2 separate regions of the Zea mays genome follow, and region 1 is linked to region 2. A link is a contact called in public Hi-C data. All regions are on one chromosome and are shown on one strand. The core of a region is the stretch at or near the end of the contact, and the rest is flanking DNA. Distances in the headings are between cores, read along the strand shown.

Evidence for each region. Hi-C and Micro-C count contacts between places; a contact is called where the count stands out from the background.
Region 1: a Hi-C map of leaf shows a contact between it and region 2, with 6 times the contacts expected there. The contact joins the promoter of LOC103647560 here to the promoter of LOC100283396 in region 2. A contact is called at or near these places in 2 of 25 Hi-C or Micro-C datasets (ear and leaf).

Annotation. Positions count from the first base shown.
Region 1 is chr2:197,245,958-197,249,550 of Zm-B73-REFERENCE-NAM-5.0, forward strand. LOC103647560 (type I inositol polyphosphate 5-phosphatase 13) reads left to right here and starts at 1,696. Exons shown (of 11, transcript XM_008672079.3): 1 at 1,696-2,893; 2 at 3,051-3,303; 3 at 3,444-3,593. The coding sequence starts at 1,978.
Region 2 is chr2:197,101,643-197,105,122 of Zm-B73-REFERENCE-NAM-5.0, forward strand. It overlaps LOC100283396 (oxidoreductase), which reads right to left and starts at 2,065. Exons shown (of 8, transcript NM_001156297.1): 1 at 1,807-2,065; 2 at 1,557-1,616; 3 at 1,309-1,361; 4 at 1,116-1,167. The coding sequence starts at 1,921.

The sequences.
Region 1 (3,593 bases), core at 446-2,945, 140 kb after region 2:
GATGGGGGATGATTCCACTCTCCCACCGATAAAGAGGACGTCAGGGTAGAACGGAGTTGTCGCGACGGTAAGCTTCTTTCTGTTCTCCTTTGAGGGCGAATGCACCAGAAGGGCAGCTTGATGGGTCCTTGTTTCTTTTTTCCTCGTAATCCGTGTCCACTCTTCTGTGGATGAGTTGGACAATGGGGTTCCTCGGGTGAATGAATTTTCCGCTCCTGGTTTGCAGGTGGTAATCTTTGCTCGGAGCGCTGGAGGTTGCGGTATTTCCGGCTTTGCTCTGGCTTTCCCGAAGGTTATCGAGGAAGGTTTTCTTTCCGGCAGATCCGCTATGCGATGTAGAGTTCCTTCTTCATCTCCACGGATGAAATGGTTCCGAAGCAGAACACGGATCTAGGGCGGAGAGCAATCTTGTGCTAGAAAGTGACGGCCATTGAGCTAGCTTGGATCAGTGACACACCCCTTACCTGGCGCGCCAGCTGTCGGTGTTTTGGGTCCGGCCGCGTACCCGGGGTTGCCCCTCGAGGTACTTTTTAGAGTAGGACGGTGTTACTGACTGTAGCTCGATGGTTCGTGCTAGATGCACGAGAGACAGTGGGCAATTTTATAAAGGTTCGGGCCGCTTAGAGAGGCATAACACCCTACTTCCTGATGTGGATCTTTTATGTGGTAGGTTACAGGGGAGTTCTCTAGTATGAGGGATACTAGAGAGTTGAGTAGACGACTAATCAGTGAGTTGTCTTTGAGGGGGTGCCCCCTAGGCCTTATATACTCGACCGTGGGGCGCTACATGCAGATATGATAACAACGTGTGCCTAAGTAATAGTGAACCGACTGAGCCTATCTTACTATAATTCTGCCGACTTATCGTCATTCAGTTTCGACGCCTGAGGGCGCAGCGCGGGAAAATCGGGTCACTGCTGTGGATAATGCTTAAATCCATTGGGTCACCTGGGCTCGAGTTGATCCAATCTTGCGTCGATCCACTCTGCCAGACATTCCTCCCCAGACCCACGAAGGGATGGCCTTGCGAAATAATGGGCCCAAGACCTTTCGCGAGGTCTTCTAGCCTTCTAGTGGACCCGAAGGATATCTGTCCTCCACAATGACGGACTCGAAAGTTTTCTCGGGTGCACATGAGTGAGGACAAAGTGCGCACAAAAGACCCGTGTTGGTCTGTGGGGACAATATATGATCATAGAGAGCTGCCAGCAGTGAGTACCGTCGGTACGAGATTGGACGGGTGTTATAAGTTTACGGGGCCTATCCTCGCATTGCTCGGCACGGAGTTTGCGGGGACTTATCCTCATGACATGCTTCGAGGTTACAGTGGGCAGAGGAAGGTGTGTGGCCCGCGAGGCGGTTTCTGCGTGTGGTGTGTGAGAGTTCGTTTCAGAGGTGCGGGGAAGCACGACGACGTACGATGGTCACTGGAGGAGGATGACACACGAAAACCATGATACACAAAACTTTCTTATTATATTAGTAGAGAAGAGTTTATATGAGTGCGGATTAATTCTAAAGAAATGTAAGTTTTTTTTTCTGAAAAATATTGATATGGAACAACAGATAAAACTGATACTAATATAGTAGAAATAGAGACAAGACTACTGTTGCTAGTCTTACGGCCTCTAAAGTTTTTTGAGCCTTGGCCTAAATAAAGCACCACGAGTCTAGTCCGGTCGGCCCAATTCCCACTAGCATGGAGGCACAGAGACTTCGGTTCGCGTTTCTCTCCCCGTGCCCCGCCTTCCTCGGCTCCTCCTCCCTCCCTCCGACCACGACCTCTCACTCCCGCGTCGAACTCGCCGTCCTCTTCTCCCTCCCCATCTTGGCCGGTTCTGGCCGTCTATCCCTCTCTCCCTTTTCCACGCCCAGGCCAACGCCAAAAAAAACTGCAGCGCGCGCTAAGCGAGCCGCGCGAGGAAGCACTCGCAGGCAACGACCGGCTTGCCGATCGGCGGGGCGCCACCGATTGCCATGGAGCCGGACGACGAGGCGCTGAAGGTGGCGCGCGGCCCGCCGCACCAGCGCCGCGGGATCTCCTACAGCCAGCCACTGACGCGGGACGCCGCGTCCGCGCGCCGCGCCGCGCTGCGCAAGCACAGCCTCGACGACGAGCACATTCTGCCTGCCTCCCACTCCCTCAACTACCCGCTCCACCACGATCCCTCGGGCATGGTGCCCATGGTCTACCACCCTCCGCTCCCGCCCCACCAGCACCACCCCAGCGCTTCCTACTCCTCCAATACCCGACGCTCGGCCGGCGGCCTCAGCGAGGGCTCCATGACGCTCGAGCGCGCCATGTCAGAGTACGGCGGTGGCCATGGCTCCCTCCCGGAGTTCGTCGGCGCGGGGGGCGGCAAGGGCATCTTCCGTGTGCCGCTTCGCGCCGCCATGCACCCGGGCCGTCCGCCCCCGCTTGAGGTACGGCCCCACCCGCTCCGCGAGACGCAGGCGGGCTCCTTCCTCCGCTCGCTAGCCGCCGAGCCGCAGCGCCGCCAGCTCTGGGCCGGGGCCGAGTCCGGGATTAGGGTGTGGTCGCTCGACGAGGTTTTCGCCGAGTGGGGCGCCGGCGCGCGCCGCGGCGACGAGGAGAGTGCGCCCTTCCGCGAGGGCATGCCCGCGCCGCCCGCGCTGTGCGTCGTCGTAGACAGGGCCAACCGCCTGCTGTGGACAGGGCATAAGGACGGGAGGATCCGATCGTGGCGCATGGACCTCGACGCGGCCGCCACGGCTCCTGCGCCCCCGGCCGCTGGTGCCGGCGACGGCGGCGGGAGCGTTGGAGGGAGTAGTCACGGCGGGGCAAGCAATAATGCGCCAGTGTTCAGGGAAGCCCTCACGTGGCAGGCCTATGGCCGGACGCCCGTGCTCTCCATGGTCGTCACTTCGTATGGTCAGCATGCCATTTACCATCCTCATTGCAATGCAAATGCATTTCTGTTGCCACAAACTCACAATTGCGTTGCATCCGCACATTGACATCACTGCATGTGAACTACAAATTAAAAATTTCTGACGAAAATAGTATGTGTTGCTGAATCTAATAACAGGTGAGATATGGTCGGGTTCCGAGGGTGGAATGATAAAGGTGTGGCCTTACGATGCCATTGCCAAGTCCCTGTCATTGTCACCAGAAGAGAAACATATGGCGGCTTTGTTGGTTGAGAGAGCCTACATCGACCTGAGGAACCATTGCACAGTTGGTAATGTTTGCTCATTGCCCGCTTCTGATGTTAAGTACATGCTAGCGGATCATTCCCGGGCGAAAGTTTGGACCGTGACTAGCATGACATTTGCACTCTGGTATGCCTCACATACACAGATGAAAGTTGCTATTTTTTTGAAAGATCTGGAACAGATGAAATGTGTTAATTAGATCACTGTTCTCCCCAGCACATAGTAGGTACTTTAACATGCCAATTCTACTGAACAACTTGCTACAGGGATGCTCGTACAAGGGAGTTGCTGAAAGTATTTGGGATGGATGGCCAAGTTGACTCAGCAAAGCTAGAGACACCTGTCATGCCAGAGCAACCTATGGAGGAAGAGATCAATCCTAATCCTAAAGCAAAACCTTCGAAGAAGGACAAGTC
Region 2 (3,480 bases), core at 815-3,314:
TAAATAGATATATAGCAGACATCATCAAAATTCAGATCGTGAGTAGGGATGGGAGTTTTGCATTCCTAGGACATTGGATCAACCCAATACTCGATTGAACAAATCCAAATATCAAAGGAAGGGATGCGGGATAGAAGTTAGCTAGCTAAGTAGCTAACTGGCCCACAACTATATGGTGTCAGAGCTTACATCCCTAATCACGAGGTTAACAAACCAAATTTTGAGTGCACGACAGCATGTCCTGTTACTTTTATAATCACCAATCACACACCAAAACAACTGACTGTTAACGTTATTCTAATTCGTAGATGGAATGCTTGCAAAGTTGTACTCCCTCTATCCACAAAAGGATGCAGCTAATGGGACAAAAGGATGCAACTGTGGGATTTGTGCAAGTCAAACTAGTTTGACCAAGTTTATAGTGAATAATATTAACATTTATGTCCCTAACTAGATTTACTACGAAAATATATCTCATAATTAATTTTATGGACAGGCTTGGTGCAGCGGTGAGAGTTGTCTCACTAGAGTCATCAGGTCACGGGCTCAAAGCTCTTCGTATTTGTAGGGAAAGACTTGCCTCGGTTTATCCCTTTCCCACACACCACTCATGTGGGAGCCTCCGGCACTGGGTCTGCCATTCTACTTATCTTACCATAAAGGTTAATACTTCTTGGTATAATTATGGTCCAACTTCAAACTGTTTGGCTCCTCGAAAAGTGAAAATTGCACCCTTTTGTGGATGGATGGAGTAATAGAGATCAAAGTTTTCAAGTGATCATGTCTCATACAACCTTGTTGACGATCCTAGCACAAAATACAATACAGTTTCTATTTACAAAATAAGAATTTAGCATCAAATACAAGAAACACACATATCTAACCAGCATTTTATTTCATTTCTCTTAGCCTTGTCCAGTGAACGGTATGGAAAGTAGCATACAGTGCATATTATGATACATATGGGCTACTATAAAGTAGTTGAGGCAATTAACATGGGTTACTCAACTGCAAATGCCTAAGAAAACATGTTTGGGCTCTTGCTCACTGCACACAGTGAGGCTTATTAATAAAATCATACATGAGTACACAAGTAGGAAACACCGCATACATACGCTGAATGTTTTGCTTGACACGTTCACGTCTTGCCTCCAGCTCAGCCAATTCCTGGAAGGTACTATGATATATCAGCATCAGATGCAATGACTATGTTGCTCTCCTTGTAAAGTTTGGATTGACAATACAATAAAAGGGAAGACCTAGAAAAACTTTGAATGACAATGTGTTGTTTCACATTCTTGCTCTTACCTCTGGTGTTGGAGCTTTCTTCCTTTGGCCATTCAGCCAGCAAATCCACTCGACTACAAGCACGACATGACTATGAGATGTTGTATATGCAATCAACAAATCCAAGTACATAATAATCTAAAATCAAGGCCACAATCCATACATGCCTGCAAACACGGTGCCGTAGCAGTTACATTAGGATTCTTCACTTCTTCAGTCACATCACAACATCCTCATCGGGAAAATGAGCAGGAAGGGAGGAAGGTAACCTGGAACGGTGGTCGAGTCCTGGTCTGCGCCCTTGAACTCCACCCAGCGCCTCTCCTTCACTGTTCCCTTGTTCCGCAATCAAGAACAGCATGAAGAAGAAGAAAAAGCAACCGCATCGAGATTTGCTTAGCCGGCATTCACGTGCCTTCCTCCTTGCCAGAGGAGACCGGGAGCGGGGAAACTAGAGGCAAGCTCGTGCAAGTAGGGGTAACAGGGGGTAGGATGAGCGGGGTGGACGGGGACACGTACTTGTGCCGTCGACCTCCTCAACGCGGGTGAAGTAGCGGTTGCCGGCCTTGTCGACGCCCACCTGCGTCCGCGATTGGAACATGCCGAGCAGCCGCGACAGCAGCCGCTTCGACATCGCAGCTTCCGGATCTTCCCCGCTCCTGCCTCGCTAGAAATGGTCGCCCTGTCCCCTATCTGTCGCCTGCGCCTCGCCGGAACCGGTCGCCACTTCCGTCTCCGTAGCCGTCGGCCTGCCGCCAGCGAATCAGTATGGGTGTCTGGTCCACAGACGGCGCACAACGCCATAGCTCAACTGGTTATTAGGTTGGGCCATGTTTGGGCCGTTTCCAGGGTAGGACTTGCAGCCCAATAGTCATTGCAGGACGGGAGAGCTGGGAAGTGGTCAGACGATGGCGCGAAGCTCCGTATCGCGTAGGCTATGCGCAATTGCGTCGTTCTTCATCTCCTATCCGTCCTAATTTACAATTTGTTTGAATTTCTCTATCAAATTTAATTAGCTTATCTTATTCAATTTTTTGCGAAAAATGAAAAGTAAAGTTACATTTAAAATATATTATATACTAAATGATATCACAGTAAAAAATAATAATAATAACAGATTTGTTTGAATACTAGTCAAATTTGAATTAAAAAATCAAATGAATTATAAATTGGAACGGAGAAGTTTTTGTATGTTTAGGGCTACTTTGAGAACCTCAAATCCCTTTTGGGATTAGAGGGTATTGAGGTGGAAATGAACTAATTTTCTCTTCAATCCCCTTCAGTCCTGAAGAGGATTTGAGTTTTCAAACTAGCCTTTAGAGAGTCTATTGGAGGATTTTTTTTATCTAAATCTCTATTCTGATGGAATGTAAAGACTCACGAATTTATTTGAAAAAAACATTACAGATCACTGTAAAAAAAGGTCATGGCTACATTAGACCGTCTCCAACAATTCATCCATTTTTTCATTGTTTTGCATTGCATACTACACATTTTGCAGAGTGGGGTTTAAATATAAGGCTATGAATGTGTAAGATGCTGGAGATAGTTTTTACGTAGCAATGTTATAGAGCTCTATTCTAAAAAATATAGTTAGTTAGAATATAGATATATCAAGATAAATTAGTTGGTTAGAGTATGGAGATTTCTTTGGAGCTGCTCTATAACATTGCTGCGTAATGTAGCCATGACATTTTTTACAATGATATGTGCCATCTTTTTCAAATAAATTCGTGTATACAATGTGATATATAAAAAATAACGAAACACTTTTAAAACATTAGTTTTGTGCATCGTTTGTGTTATCTTTCATATCGCTTTCTGTTAGAGGGTCCTTCCTCGCCGCTCTCAGGAGGACTTAAATCCAAGTCCAAATCCAAGTCCATGTAGAGTGCATGGAAGATGAAGTCCCCACCGCCACCCGCCATCTCTACAAACTCAAAGTCATCAGAGGTGGGGAGATGACCGTATGACACGGTCGAGGCGGGAAGGTGTTGAGGCTACTGCTAGAACCACCGCAGTAGGACATCATTTCTGTGTCATATAACGTAGAGAGCTCTACGTAGGACGCGAAGAAAGCCGACAGATTGTCATACGAGGGGTTGAACCTCATATAGATCACGATCTGTCGTCTTATTTCATTAACTTTAGAAGGCGGGGCGAGCTTGTGTCCCTCATGCCGCCCGCATGGGG